Linked DNA regions of Delphinus delphis: region 1 is linked to region 2. Evidence: chromatin contacts called from public Hi-C data. All regions are on one chromosome and are shown on one strand. The core of a region is the stretch at or near the end of the contact, and the rest is flanking DNA. Distances in the headings are between cores, read along the strand shown. Region 1 holds the start of RFC5 (replication factor C subunit 5). Region 2 holds the start of TAOK3 (TAO kinase 3).

Evidence for each region. A called contact is a pair of places that touch in the nucleus more often than the background predicts.
Region 1: a contact with region 2 is called in a Hi-C map of muscle, with 4 times the contacts expected there. The contact joins the promoter of RFC5 here to the promoter of TAOK3 in region 2. A contact is called at or near these places in 2 of 3 Hi-C or Micro-C datasets (lung and muscle).

Annotation. Positions count from the first base shown.
Region 1 is chr13:11,216,274-11,219,484 of mDelDel1.2, reverse strand. It overlaps RFC5 (replication factor C subunit 5), which reads left to right and starts at 1,811. Exons shown (of 11, transcript XM_060028091.1): 1 at 1,811-1,987. The coding sequence starts at 1,920.
Region 2 is chr13:10,912,849-10,916,358 of mDelDel1.2, reverse strand. It overlaps TAOK3 (TAO kinase 3), which reads right to left and starts at 1,380. Exons shown (of 21, transcript XM_060028084.1): 1 at 1,128-1,380.

The DNA.
Region 1 (3,211 bases), core at 562-3,061, 300 kb before region 2:
GCCTTTTTTGTTCTATTCAGGACCCTAGTGGATCGGATCATGCCCACCTGCCTTGATGGGAGTTATCTGCTCTACTCATTCTCCCACTTCAGATGCCAATCTCTTCCAGAAACACCCTCAGAGACGCTCCCCGAAAATAACGTTTACAAGCTCTCCCAGCATCACTTGGCCCAGTCAGGTTGACACATAAAATTAACCCTCCCCGGCATAGTCACACCAGCCATTCTTTAGGTTTTGTTTGAGAGGAAACATTTGTGCCAAGTACAGGATGAGTGAAGAGATTTCTAGAAGAGAGAGAGAGGCGGGTGGAATATACCAGATGCTTTACCTATGTTATTTCATCTAATCCTCACAGCCATCTTGGAGTAGATATGGTTGGACGAGGAGAGAAGTAACCTGCCCAAAGCTGAGCGGGAACAGTGGTACCCTAGCGACCTGCACAACCAGTGTCAGGAGGAAGCAGAGAGCAGGGGCACTGTCATATCACAAGCCCCATCTGACCCCCTTCTTCTGACTCCCCAGGCAGGGGCGAGGGTGAAGCCATAACTGCCATCGTGTATTTGTCCTCTGTCCCTCTACTCTGCTCCTAAAACAGGCGACGGTGATGTAATAAGATGCAAGGAGCAGCTACTTCTGAATCAGAACACTTCTGATCCCGGTCCAGCCTCATCTTCTCCCAGGGTTGTTGCCTTTCTCAGCATGTTAAAAAACAAAAAACAGGGCTTCCCTGGTGGCGCAGTGGTTGAGAGTCTGCCTACCAATGCAGGGGACACGGGTTCGTGCCCCGGTCCGGGAAGATCCCACATGCCGCGGAGCGGCTGGACCCTTGAGCCATGGCCGCTGAGCCTGCGCGTCTGGAGCCTGTGCTCCGCAACCGGAGAGGCCACAGCAGTGAGAGGCCCGCGTACCGCAAAAAAAAAAAACAAAAAAAAAAAAACAGGGCTTCCCTGGTGGCGCAGTGGTTGAGAGTCTGCCTGACAATGCAGGGGACACAGGTTTGTGCCCCGGTCCGGGAAGATCCCACATGCCGCGGAGCGGCTGGGCCCGTGAGCCATGGCCGCTGAGCCTGCGCGTCCGGAGCCTGTGCTCCGCAGCGGGAGAGGCCACAACAGTGAGAGGCCCGCGTACCGCAAAAGAACAAAAAACGAAACAAAAAAAAACTTTATTATGGATGTAATACATACTCATTGCTGGGAATACAGACCAGCAAAATAGAAGAAAACAAAAGTGGTCCATAATCCCCTCACCTCAGAAAAAAATGCTAACATTTTGATAACGATTCTCCTCAGTAGCTTGAGATCAGAGGCAGCCTGTCCTCTATGCTTACTGACTAGCCTTTTCCAGTTACACATATTAACCTAAATGGAAGTTACTTACTTATTTATTTGTTTTCGCTCTGGAGTTGTTTCTAGAGGTCGGTCGGTTCTGTAAATTTTGTTGGGTGAAGGAAATGGATTTGGGAGACGGATTGGAGTTGGAGTTGTGCTTGGAATTGTTTTTCAATTTAAAGTACTCACCTGCCAGCTTTGGGGCCAACAAAGTATTTGGAGCCTTTTTTCATACGGCAACTGTATTCAAGAACTGTAAGGGGTGGCCTTGCCTCTCCTGCTCCCGCGCTCGCTGGGCTCGGGACGCCCAAGCCGCACCAGAGAGAGGGCAGCCCCGGCTAGAACGGCGGAGTTGGAACAAGGCTGACGGCCTGGGCCTCCCGGTAACCAGGCAACAGAGGCCTTAGCAACGGGGAGGGGGCGGGACCGGAGGGGAGGAAGTCGGAAGCCAGCAGCTAAACATCGCGAGAGTTGCGTTTGCGCGCGAACTGTAAGTACGTGGGTCTCGGGGTCACGTCTTGACTGGTCGCGGAGCAGGCAGCTGGGGGAGGCGACAAACCCACCGGACCCAGCGACCTCCGTCACCCTGTCATGGAGACCTCAGCGCACAAGCAGCAGCAGCAGCAGCCTGAAGGGGGCAAGATCAGGAACCTGCCCTGGTAGGAGGAGGCCCAGCAGCCGCGGGGAAGGGGGTCGGCCGCGCGGGGAGGTGGTGGCCGGAGTGGGCAAGTGGCAGGTCCCCACCCCGTCCTCGCCCCGCCGCCCCAGGGTTCGATCGGCACAGGGGTTCGATCTCGTGTCTTCTGACACTACCTTGACCTCCGTGGCAAAATATTCTTCTCTCTTGCCAAAATATTCTCTTCTCTCGGTACGATTATTGGTCAGATTCTAAACTAGAATAATATGATGATGATGATGACAACGCTCCCTAGTTAACTTTTATTTAAGTGACTTTCTATTAGATTAGCAGGCACCCTATTAGATGTTGGAAATTTACAGACACTAGGAAGAAGGTACTGTTATTCCAGTTTTACCAAAAGGTTAAATGACTTGCCAGAGGTCCAGAGTTGGAAAATAAGTTTGTATTTGAACCCAGCTGGTCCAGATTCAGAGCTTGCACTCTTAACCATCCTACTCACACAACTGTGTCTTAGTGATGGTTTAAAGAGTGAATGAATTTGACTTGATTTCGGAAAACTCCAAGTTGTTTCTTTTCAGTTTATTGTTATCGTAATAAAAATACATAACATACAATTCACAGTTGTAACCATTTTAAAATGTACAATTCAGTGGCATAAAGTACATTCAGAATGTTATGTAACCATCCCACTATCTAGTTCCAAAATTTTTCATCATCCCAAATGGAAACCCCATACCCATTGGCAACTCCCCATTCCCCCCTTCCTCAGCCCGTGGCAACCACTAATCTACTTTCTGTTTCTTATGAATTTGCTTATTCTGGATATTTCATATAAATGGAGTCATATGATACGTGGCCTTTTGTGACTGGCTGCTTCTTTTTTTAAAAGAAATTTTTATTTATTTATTTTGGCTGCACCGGGTCTTAGTTGTGGCACACAGGATCTTCGTTGCGGCATGTGGGATCTTTCATTGCGGCATTCGAACTCTTAGTTACAGCAGGCACGCGGGATCTAATCCCCCAGCCAGGGATCGAACCTGGGCCCCCTGCATTGGGAGTGCAGAGTCTTACCCACTGGACCACCAGGGATGTCCCGTTACTGGCTTCTTATATCAGTAACTGATTTCCTTTTATTGCCAAATAACGTTCCCTTGTGTGGCTATACCACCATTTATTTATCCATTCATCTGTTAATTTATATTTGGATATGAGTTCAATTTTGGATTAACTTAGGTGCCCATCC
Region 2 (3,510 bases), core at 131-2,630:
ACCTCTTTTCAAAATTTAGTTCGATCTTCCAACTATCTTTCCAACACATCAAAGATAAACAGTCCACCTTAGTATATAGTTCCTTTGAGTCTGCATTGTAAACACTGATACGGACGTGCTGCCGAACCTGAAAAACTTTCTAAGCTCTCTGCTGAGCCGAAGTGAAAAAGGCAGGGTCTATCAAAATCAACAGCCTAATTAACCCAAAACCTGCATCTCCAAAAGGGTCCCTTTCCCTTTCCACTCGGTTTGCGGTGAGTTAAAGAAGTCCTCTCCAACTTTTTCATCCTGATGAAGCTATCGAGTTCAGGAAGCCCCTCACTTTCAAGGCATCCAAGCCCAACTCGGAGAAACAAACGGGAAGCCAGGGGGCCAGTGAGAAGAGGTCCCCAGCCCCTCGCTCCTGCCCTTTCCAAGATCCCCGCGCTTCGGCCAGACCCTCCAGCCTGCGCGTTCTCCTAGAAGATGTCTCATTACATAATCCCCTTTCCTTAGAGTCACCCACAGAGTCACGGGGGCTCAGGCGATCCCCCGTCTCCCACTCCGCCCTTAGGAAGCTCGTCTGAGTGCACCCGGGGAGCGGAGGCCGGCTGTCCCGACTCACCCGGCGCCGCGACCCGGACCCAGGCCCCCTCTTCTCACCCAAGCGGGGCGGGGCCGCGCCTCCACCGCACGCCCCCCGGGTCCCCGCTCAGACCCGGGTCCCCAGCCCCCGCGGGGTCCCCCGTCACAGTCGCTGTTCCAGCCCCTCTCGGGGTCCTCCAACACACCTGCTGTCCCAAGCCCTCTCGGGGTCCCCTTGCCGCTGAGAGCCGCTGTCCTTGCCCATTTCAGGGTACCCTCCCTTGAGAACCACTGTCCTGGCTCCTCTGGGGGTGCCCCTTCAGACCCACTTTTCCAGTCCTTCTGGGGGTCCCCTCCCTTCACACCCGCTCTGTCCCAAGTCCTCTCGGGGTCTCCCTCTCAGACCCGCGGGGCCGGCCCCTCTGGGGATCTCCTCTCCACAGTCCAGACTGTCAAACCCACTCCCGGAACTCCCCTCACTCGGGTCCTCGCCGACCCCACTCCGCCCTGGGTCCCCTCGCCCCGACTCATTCTGTCACCTCTCCGCGCCCCGGTGCTCTCACCTCAGACCTGCTGTCACCATCCCGGGCCCGGCGTCGCCGCCGCCGCTTCCTCTCCCACACTTGTTACCGAGTCGCTCTTCTGCCGCTTGTTCCCCGGTGGATCCCCGGGTCCAGTCGTTGAGTGTCGGGTCCGGCCGCGCGGAACCTCCGCCCGCGGTCTCCGCGTCGGGTCCCACTCTCTCACGCAGGTCCCCACAGCCGCCGCCGCCACCACCGGGAGCCACACGGACCCTCCCGCGGCCGCCGCTGCTGCTGTCCGAGGTGCGGCTCCTGCCAGGGGTGGCCAATCGCACCCGATTGCGCCGAGCGCGCTCCGCCCCGCCGTCCCAGCCCGCCCGCCCCCTGCCCCCGACCACGCCCCCAGACAGGCTCCGATAGGCTCTCTACTGACCTTCCCTGATCGTGGGGCGCAGACCTGGGGCCGGATATAGGTACTTGATTGGAGGTGCCTGGGACACCGAGCTGTCGATGGCGCCCAAGGATTGGCGAAGTTGAAGGTGGGCGGTGCGGGACGGGGCGGGGTTTCCTCAGATGCGGAAGAGCTTGCAACTTCAGTTACCCACTGGCCCGCCTCGGGTGCGGTCTGCCTTGTTTGTGCTGAGTTGGGGTCAAAGTTCATGGCACTCCCCACTGAGCCTTTACTTTTCTTGGGAGACTCCCAGAGGCCGAGGCCCTCTGGGACTCCCTGGGACCACCATGTTAGAGCCTTTCAGGCCCCCATTCCCCCGTTAGACCTGGCACAGCTTTCTAAGTAATTCTACCACAAATTAATAATGGCATTTATTTACTCAGGACTTGTAAATTTCCTGGATTTAAAGTCTTTTATATCTTTGGCAAGGGAGTTGCCCTTACTTGCACTGCGTTCTAGAGACGTTAGTTTGATGCTGTTGGGGGAAAAAAATCTATGTACTAGATGCATACTCAGCACACAGGCACTCAACACTGACGGGGCACATTTTGATAGGTACAAGGACAAAACTTAAGAAATACTCACTTTGTGGGTTATGATAATCATTTTGACAAGTAGGAACAGGAACTGTGTGGTAGGGGAACCCTTGTTAGCTTTAGCAAGGCTTCAGTAAGCCTGTTCAACATATTCTTTTTCAGGGCCACAGGAAATGATTTTAATGATTTTGTGGGAACTAGTGGCCAAAGTATAATGAACTTTGACCCAAGTGCAACTCGTGATAACCAGAGACCCATCTTGATCCAAGCTGCAAGATGGAGCTTGCCAGGGGAGAAAGTGCATGGTGTTAACTCGGAGCCATTCTTTATATATTTTTTGTGAAACTGGATATGTTGATTAAATCAATACTGGAAACTGAAAACTGCTACCTTCACCCCTAAATCCTAAAGTTTATGAAATTTGTGAAGACATTGTTTCACTTCAGGAACACAGTTTGTTCCTAAGCATTGTCAGATGTATGCAGGACTTAGCTCTTAGAAAACTTTCCATCATTAACTCTTTTTTAACTCCTGCTAACAAAATTTGTGTTCTAAACACTATTCATGTTTTTCCTAGTGTTTTAAAATCATACCCATTCCAATTAAGATGCTCCCCTTTAAGATTTGAGTGTTAGGGTATGTAGACAGGGCCTGTAGAAGAGTGCTGGCAGTACTTCCTCTAAAATGAATTTGGATGTAGATGTCTCCTGAGCGATGTGACTGAGTGCCATTTTGGGAAGGGATGTAGAGTGATTTTAAGGTGGTAAAAAGGGTACTTGGTTTTAAGGGAACTTGATTTTTACAGACTGTCCAAAATCATATTAGACAACTATAAAAGTTGGGTAAGACTAAAGTCATGAGAGAATTTTTTTGACTAGGTCCTCATCCTTTACTGAGTGTTGATGCTACCAGTTGCAATATGGACAGAAGAAATGGGGTAGATTTTCACAACGCAAGTATTCAGTTCTGTCTAGTCATATAAAAAAATGCATGATCATTAACAGATGTTATTTGCAGCCAAGAAGACAAGATGTGGGACTTCCCTGGTGGCGCAGTGGATAAGACTCCATGCTCACAAGGAGGGGGCCCAGGTTCGATCCCTGGTCAGGGAACTAGATCCCTGGTCAGGGAACTAGATCCCACGTGCATGCTGCAACTAAGAGTTCACATGCCACAACTAAGGAGCCCATGTGCCGCAACTAAGACCCTGTGCAACCAAATAAATAAATGAATATTTTTTAAAAAGAAGACAAAATGTTAGCAAGATAAAAATGCCAGTGTCTTGAAAGGAAACCAATTAGCAATGATATCAACTCTTTTTTAAAAAAATCGATATATCATTGTATTGATGAACTCTCATTTTTAAAATGTTGGTGCTTGGTTTGGTCTATGATTATTGCTATTGATGGAAACGCAAGTTGGTCAAGATAGTCAATTA